Regions from separate parts of the Mus musculus genome. Here region 1 is linked to region 2. Evidence: chromatin contacts called from public Hi-C data. All regions are on one chromosome and are shown on one strand. The core of a region is the stretch at or near the end of the contact, and the rest is flanking DNA. Distances in the headings are between cores, read along the strand shown.

Region 1 (3,887 bases), core at 667-3,166, 58 kb after region 2:
TATATAATTAATAGATTATATCACATATCATTGTCTTTGATGAGACAGTTTTGACTTTGAAGTGGATCCAGTTCTTCAAACCAAACATTGGCTGCATAGCATTTAGGCTGCTCACACCATCTTTGCTACCCCACGAATCGCTTATGCTTTTATTTTTAAATAACTCCTTTTGAGGTCTCCTAGCACATCAACTTATTATAAAAATTATTTTTGACATGTTTTTTAACTCCTTTCATAAATAAAATATAGTTCTCTTTATTCCAATGTGTGGAATCTATTTTGTTTATGAAAAGATATTAAAAGAGTTACTAAGAATTGCAAGAAAAAAATCATTTGCAGATCACCATGGAAACCTCTCTTTTTCCAATAAAGAACTTGTGATTTGTGGACCAAATTGAAGTATGGCTGTCTGAAGGATGATACTTGGGTGTAGGTCTAAGTAAGTGCCCATTAGTGCAGGCTGCTTATTTTGAAGAAAGAAATGATGCTGAAGAATTGCCGCACCTTGGACTCTGTGTGCTATCTGACGCAGCTTCTTTCCTGACATACATTTCCTCAGCCACTGGCCCTTAGGAAAGAGAAAGGATCTTTCAGATCTTTGAGTTGACTTAAAAACAATATATGACTTCATTGAATATCTGGTTCCGGGCTCTAGGCCAAGGGGCATCTATTGTTTGGTTTTGGCTACTACATGGTACATGTGGTCTAGGGTTATGGTCTCTGTGTGGTCCTGGCTGTCCTGGAACTCACTCTGTAGATCAGGATGGCCTCAAACTTAGAGATCCACCTGCCTCTGCTGCTGAATGCTGGGATTAACAATGTGCACCACCACCGCCCGGCTTAGTTTTAAGGTCTTATGAAAACTAATCTTACACAGACAAAAGACAGTAAAAGACAAGCTATTGATGCCATGCGAATAATCACATAATGTCTATTCCTGGTCCTCTTACTAGCTAATGAGGTAGGTGTTGCTGTGAGAACTGTCTGGGATCAGGATTCATTGGGGGCAGAATTATAGTCCTTTGGTTGCTCTCTTTCCCTAGTTTAACTTTTATTCTCTTAGCTATAAATAAAACTGTCACTAATATAGCTCCCCTTGCCTACATCCCATCTTTGTTGTGAGACCATGAGAAGAAAGTCATATGAGACTTAATAGTTGAATATTCTACAACGTTGTACAAATATGTAATGGATCAAATGCACAGGCAAATCATAGATATAATAATTATGTCACATTGCAGCAAAAACTGACACTAGTCTGCCGAGATTGTTCATGTTCTTCAGAGGATTCACTCTCCTATACACTGAGGCCAAGGGCCATCCAGGAGAGGCCGGACCTTCCATGGCTTATGTGATAGCCCACATAAAACCACCACAAGCTTGCCCTCATGATACCTGCACAGTTAGGTATCTTGCTTTCATGGCTCTTCACTAACCCAACTGGCAAGTATTTTAATGAGTCATGGGACTCTGGTCCTCTCTTCAAATGTAGTCGATGCCTTCTGAAGTCATAGCTCTCTCTTAACAGAGACCGTACCTCATGGAGCACTGTCCAAGGGCTGTTTGCATAGCTCAAGGCCTGTGAGAAGAGAGTCTGCTTTGCTATCCAGATAATGCTATCTGGCCAACGTAGGAAGTGACTATGTCACATGTCCTAGGAGTTTCCTCACCCTAGGTAACTCCCTTGTCTTTGTCGTCTAGAAGACTATAAGGCCAGTTTATTTCAATGTATCCTATCTCGGACCGTGTCCTGTGGCGGTTACTTGGATCGGTCTAAGAGCTTCAGACCTGGTCTCTCTACTTCCCTGGTTAGGCTTCCTATCAGCTGTTCTTTACCCCAAACCCAGAGTCACCTTCCAAACGTGTAGATTAAATCGTGTCATTTCCCTCCTCCAAGCCATCCAGCTTCCCGTCACTCTTACACTAGAGTTCAGCGGCCTTCTTTAGCTCGTCAGACCCTGCATGCACTGGCTGTGGCCAACCTCTCTGTTGTGGTCATTGTATTACCACATGACCAGTCTGCATGTCCACATCAGCCTTCCTGTGGTTTTATAAGGGCATCATCAGGCTTTAGGCTTACTGTATACAATTTCCCTTGTCTTGGAGCCCTTCTAAATGTCCTCATGATGTGTTTCCTTTAGGTCTCAGTTCAAGTACCACATCTTTCAAAGAAAGGTGTGTGTGTGTGTGTGTGTGTGTGTGTGTGTGTGTGACTGAGAAAGTTGGGGGAGAGAGACAGACAGACAGAGATTCATGGGAGGTCAAAGGACAGCATTTGGGTGTCAGTTTTCTGCACCATTTTAAGGCAGGATCTCCTTTGTTGCTTCCACTACTGGGCTGTGTACCCCAGGCTAGGTGGCCCAAGGTTTCTTGTGGGTTTTCCAGTCTCTGCCTGCTCTGGCTGTAGGAGTTTCTGGGTCTTCTGATGCAAGCCACTCCGTCTACTTTCTTCTGTGTGCTCTGGGTGGAGTTTGTATTGTCAGGCCTGTACAGCCAGAGCTTTTACTCCCTGAGCCACGCCACTGGACACTCTGAAGGATCATATCTTTGGAGATGCTCCCTTCTAATCTAATGCAGAACATCCCATTATCTTGTCTCTGTTTCCTTGCCCAGATTCTCGCCTCTCACTGGTGGATATTTGTCCTTTTCTGTGGAACAACACTGTCCACAGAACTTTCTCTGATAATGGAAATGCATCATAAAATTCTATGCTGCCTCACGCTGCAGCCGCGATCATATGGGGTTGCTAAGCATGTACGATGTGTCTAGTGAGGCTGAAGGATGCAGTTCTAAATCTTATTTCATCTTAAATAATATGCATAGCTACCTACAAGGGCTTCGAATGATGCCTGGTGCATTTTCTATGAAAAAGGTAGTGTTGACTGACTGAGTGAGCGACTGGAGCATTAGATTTACAGTTAGCTATAATTGTCCTTGTCTTGAACTGTCATTGTCCCTTTGATAATGCTGGTGCTTTCCTGCAGCTAGTTCACCTCTCACTTATAGAATGGCTTTTGTTATCTGCTCACTTGGGAAGGCTGTATGTGTGTAAGAACCACACATGCAGCACATTATGAAATGCAGCACTTGCTAAGGGATTGGTACTGTTCAAGAGAGGAAGGCATGATGGTAATTTCTGTTCTTGTGCTACTGGGGGAAGAGCAGAAAGGCCTGGAAACTCTAAATTACATTTCCTGAGGACACTCATCTTTCCCCTTTCATTTTATGGTTTTTTTTTTTTTTTTTTTTTTTTTTGGTGCTCTCATGGGATTGAGCTACGTATCTGTTTACATCATGCCTTTTTAACAAGATTCAGTAAATGATGTGTGCTTGTGCATGCTTATTAAATTAAAACCATGGTGATTTTATTTGGTCTCGTAGAAGGCTTTGAAATTGCAAGATGCTGTCTGTTTATATAAGTATTGGAGCCAATTTCCTGGGGCTTGTGTCCTAGGGGAACTCTTGGCTTTATGGATGGCCATACTTGAGGGACAGCATAGATTTGCAGAGGTAACAGGGACATCCAAAGGTCGCTAAGCCATCTGGGCAGTTCTCCAAACAGACTTCACTTAAATCATCCGAGACAGTTGGGCATCTCTCCCATTTATAAAGGCCTCCGGGCACAGTGGCTCTCAACCTTTTTGAACAGTTTTCATTGTTGAAAAATGCTTATTATTAAAAAGTTTGAGTTGAATTTAAATAAAGATGAAAACACTTGTCACCAAAAGACTATACATGTGGTAAGAGGGAGAGAGAGAGAGAGAGAGAGAGAGAGAGAGAGAGAGAGAGAGAGAGAGAGAGGAAGGAGGAGGAGGAAAGAGAGGGAAGAAGGGAGGAAGAGAGGGGGAGAGGAGAGGAGGAAACCAGATGAAAGGAGAGGGGATGAG
Region 2 (3,828 bases), core at 13-2,512:
TCTTCCTTTGTTCTGTGTTTGTCCAAGCTACTTTTTTTTTCTTTCAAATTTCAATTACTGTTTTCTTTATTAATGCCTCCAGCTTCCCAGAAATTTTGGAATAAATCCTTGAGCTTTCCTCTAATCACACAAAACGCTTGTCATTTTCTCAGAAATGTTCATTATATTCATATTTTGTTCAGAACCACTTCCATGTATTTTGATTTTATTTACTCAAGATGAACTGTTCGCCGTCGTTCTTCAAAGAATCATTTGTCTTTCCCTGAGACGGGGCTGTGGTCTGGGGAGTAAGCAGTGGTAGAGCGCGATGGTCTCTGGGCAGGTACCTCAAGCTACCTACCAAGAATGCAGTCGGAGGGGCATCCTCAGGCGCCAAATCCCTTCCCCTTGTTCGCAGTCAAACAGCTCCACAGTACTTGCACCACGGACAGCTCCCTAGACGTCTGTTTTCTAGGCCACTTGGAATACCTTGATAATTGTTCCCAGTGTTTTGTTTTTAATAGTCAAAGATCTGGATAATTAGTACTTTTCTCAGGGAATTTACTAGTATTTCCTTAACCTACATATCATTCTTCCTGAGATGGAAGAACATTGATTTTCTTCATATTAAAAATAGCTCATCAACTTACAGTTCCTATTGCTTTTGCTAAACCAGTTTGCTATGCTTGTTGTCCCCCACCCCCACCCCCGCACCCCGCCCAGTTTTCCAAATGAACGATTTGAGTGAAGACTGGTTCTAATGACTGGCAGTTAGTCTTTCTGTTTCCGTTGTATTATTCCACTGCCCATTGATTCCGGGCGGCAGGGCGGATTTTATTGTTCCCATTTTACAGATGATGAAGAACCATAGGCTTACGGATAGCAAGCAATGGAACAGAGTCTGGGATCTGGTTCTCCTAAACCCAGGCTTCTAGTGCTTTTCTACTTTGAGGTGGACTCTCCAGGAGTCTTCCTATTAATATGCATGTTGCCCTTTTGATCGCTCCCCTTTTCCATTGGTTTCTGCTTCCCAGCAGAGAGAGGGGCTTCTCCCAGGCGCCCAGCCTGGACTGCTTGCGAGGAGCACACCTGGGTTCTTTCTGTCTCCAGTTTCTCCTCTTCCTTTTCTGTGGACCTTCCACCTTTACCATCTATGGAAATCTCCTCCTTTCCCTAGCTCCAACCCACACCCCCTCAAGTCTTCTCACAGCCCCCTGGCTTTGGGACCTCCCATCGCTGCTCAGCAGCAGGAGAGCCCATCCGCCAGGGGAGGCAGAGGGCACGGAGCGCAGCACGCCGGGAAGCCATGCAGAGGGTTACTTCTCCATTTCCTTCCTCGCAGTCCTCTGGAGCACTGTCGTCGCCCTCCGGCCCGGCTGTGTGCAGCCCGCCCCGGATCCGCCTCCCTGCCCTTCCTCCCGGAGGCTGAGACGCGCGTGGGACGCACCTGTGCTCCTCTCCGGTCACCGCGTCGAGGCGCCGGGGGCTGCTTCGCTCGCAGGATCTACGGGCCTGGAGAACGCCAATGGGGAGATCCAAATGGTCGGGGACTCCGGCACTTTAAGAGGCTTTTCTCTGGGAAACACCCGGCCCCTCCGTGCGCCTTATGAATGGAAATACTCCTCCCCCGGTCGAGCCCATTTTCCCATTTCACCAGGAGCCGCAGCTCGCTCTCTCCTTTCGGTCTCCCCGCCCACATCCACGCGGGCAGCTCCAGGAGGGGACGGACAGGAAGCCTTTGGCCGCCCATTAAATCCCACCCATTTCTCCGGGGGCGATTTCCTAACCTTCCGGGACCGAATTCTGCAATTTGATGTGCGTTTTGTCCGAATGGTAGCGACACGGGCCTAAGGGAGGGGGAAAGCGAGGGGGTGGGGGGTGGGGGGTATGCGCTCTTTTCCTCGCAACATCGCTGGCGGAGCGAGGGAGCTCACACGACACAGATTTTGGGGCAAAGCCTTTCCATCTGGACAGCACCATGTCCACCAAAGCGGAGCAGTGTAAGTAGCAGCCGGCCCGGCGTTCGGCCCGGCCTCCGGCTGGGAGCTATCGCAGCTGCGGCGTTTGCGGCTGCTGGGAGACCTTGGCATTGTGCTGGTGCGGGGGTGGGGGCTGAGGTTGGGGCGGGTGGCGGGTGGGGGGTGGAAGGAGGTGGGGGAGGGTGGACGGCGGAGGCAGCGCGGCGCTGTCCCCGGTGCTGAAAAATAATGCAGTCTACTGGGGCTAGCAGTGGGGTTCTCCAGACCGAAGACCCCGCGAGACGAAATTAAAATGGGGTCAATCTCGGGAAAAAGAGGCCTCGTATCTTTCAGATAAACATTTCGGTATCTCTTGTTGGAGTGGGGGAAGGGGGGCAGCGGCAAATCAGGGGCGGGGAACTGTCAGTTGCAACCAAAGCCTGCCTGGCCTTCTGAGCATGCCCAGTTCCTGGTGCTGGAGCCATCGGGGAGTTTGAGTCTGCAGTTTCCACTTCGGGTGGAAGAGGCAAGAAGGGAGAGAGGGGGGAGGGAACAGAGAGCAGGCTGAATTCTGCATTCAGTATAAAGAAAATTAACTCGTGCATAGCAACACTGCTCCCCTGGAGCAACTAACCTCCACTGTGTGGGGGCTTACAAGAGAGTGAAAGGGGTATTGGGAAAATGATCTAATTGATCTAATGATTTTTCCAAAGAGCAGGCTTTCTTTGTAGGGCAGCTTCCACAAACTCTAATAGCACAGGAGGAATTTGGTTGTACCAATAATGACTGGCTCTGTGCTTGGCTGGTAACAACATGGTAACTCCATGTGGACGGAGGACATTTCCAGCATGGTCCCCATAGTAACTCCTATTGCAATGTGCACTAGTAGGCCTTGGGTATGTACTTGGTAGGTTGGTTGATTTGATTGTTTACCTGAGAGCACTTGAGGGATTCAGAAACTTAAGCTTTGGGTTGTAAATAAACGATCATTTTTAATAAGCAATCAGTTGGTATTTCATACAAGAGTATCTAGAACTTATTTTTCTAAATGATTCTTTGTTTCTTCCAAAGCAGTACACATTTATTCTGATAATGCTGTCACTTCTTAAGTCTGTGTAATTCTTCTTTGAAATGGTACTAGCACGGATTTGGAATGTGTTAGATAAAATGCTGTATACCATTTATCCACCACATAAGACTGACTGAATGGCTGACGATCACACGGTGTCCAGACTGATGCGGCTTTAGAAATTGTGTGTGCCCACTTTCCACCAGAGCTTTCACCATGATTTTGAAATCCAGAACATCTGGGTGTAAATATTAGTTCTGCCTCTGTTTGACCTTGGGCAAGATAACTGACTCCTCCAAACTTCATTTCCTCATCTGTAGATGTGGGGCGAAGCTGCTGATAGTGTAGTTGTGATAATAAGTGAGAAAAATACACATGAAATAGCTCATGATCCCAGCATATAACATATACCCAATATATGATAGCTACTGTGCAATCAAGCATTTCCCATTTCAATTGTCTATCTCTTCTAAACAGTGAAAAAAGTCCCTTGTGATTTTTTTGCCTGTTTCCAAAAGTCAAATGTACTCTCAAAGTTAAATTCTGTTTCTACAGAGACTTTCAAAAATATTGGATGCACTTATTTTACAGTATATGTAACAGAATCAGTGCAGAGATTCCAACTTGAGGACAAATTAATGCCCCTGAAAACTTTATTGTACCCTGGTTGTCAGGAAGCCCCACCACCTGTCATCTGACTCTGTAACATATTATATAAGTGTTTTCAGGTTAAAGCTAGTGGATATCACTGTCCTCTTATTGTGCTTTCTTCCTTGTGTTGTATTTTAATGTCTGCCTCATGTTTTGTTTTGCTTTTTTCCT

The links. Hi-C and Micro-C count contacts between places; a contact is called where the count stands out from the background.
Region 1: a contact with region 2 is called in a Hi-C map of the N1E-115 cell line, with 2.5 times the contacts expected there. The contact joins the enhancer-like site here to the promoter of Unc79 in region 2. A contact is called at or near these places in 3 of 39 promoter capture datasets (hippocampal neurons, neutrophils and stem cell-derived epiblast-like cells), 2 of 484 Hi-C or Micro-C datasets (the N1E-115 cell line and dorsal root ganglion neurons), 2 of 115 datasets of contacts at active chromatin or transcription factors (embryonic stem cells and neural progenitor cells) and 3 of 9 other capture datasets (adipose tissue, liver and pancreatic islet).

Annotation. Positions count from the first base shown.
Region 1 is chr12:103,005,140-103,009,026 of GRCm38.p6, forward strand. All of the region lies in intron 4 of Unc79 (unc-79 homolog), which reads left to right. Among named protein-coding and RNA genes, the nearest start is that of Unc79, 58 kb to the left of the region's middle. Within about 2 kb of position 1,917, at least 9 of the 459 cell types and tissues checked have an H3K27ac peak or open chromatin away from gene starts, as enhancers often do. A contact at or near this core is called in the N1E-115 cell line, where this site is marked.
Region 2 is chr12:102,947,597-102,951,424 of GRCm38.p6, forward strand. It overlaps Unc79 (unc-79 homolog), which reads left to right and starts at 1,263. Exons shown (of 49, transcript NM_001081017.2): 1 at 1,263-1,979. The coding sequence starts at 1,958.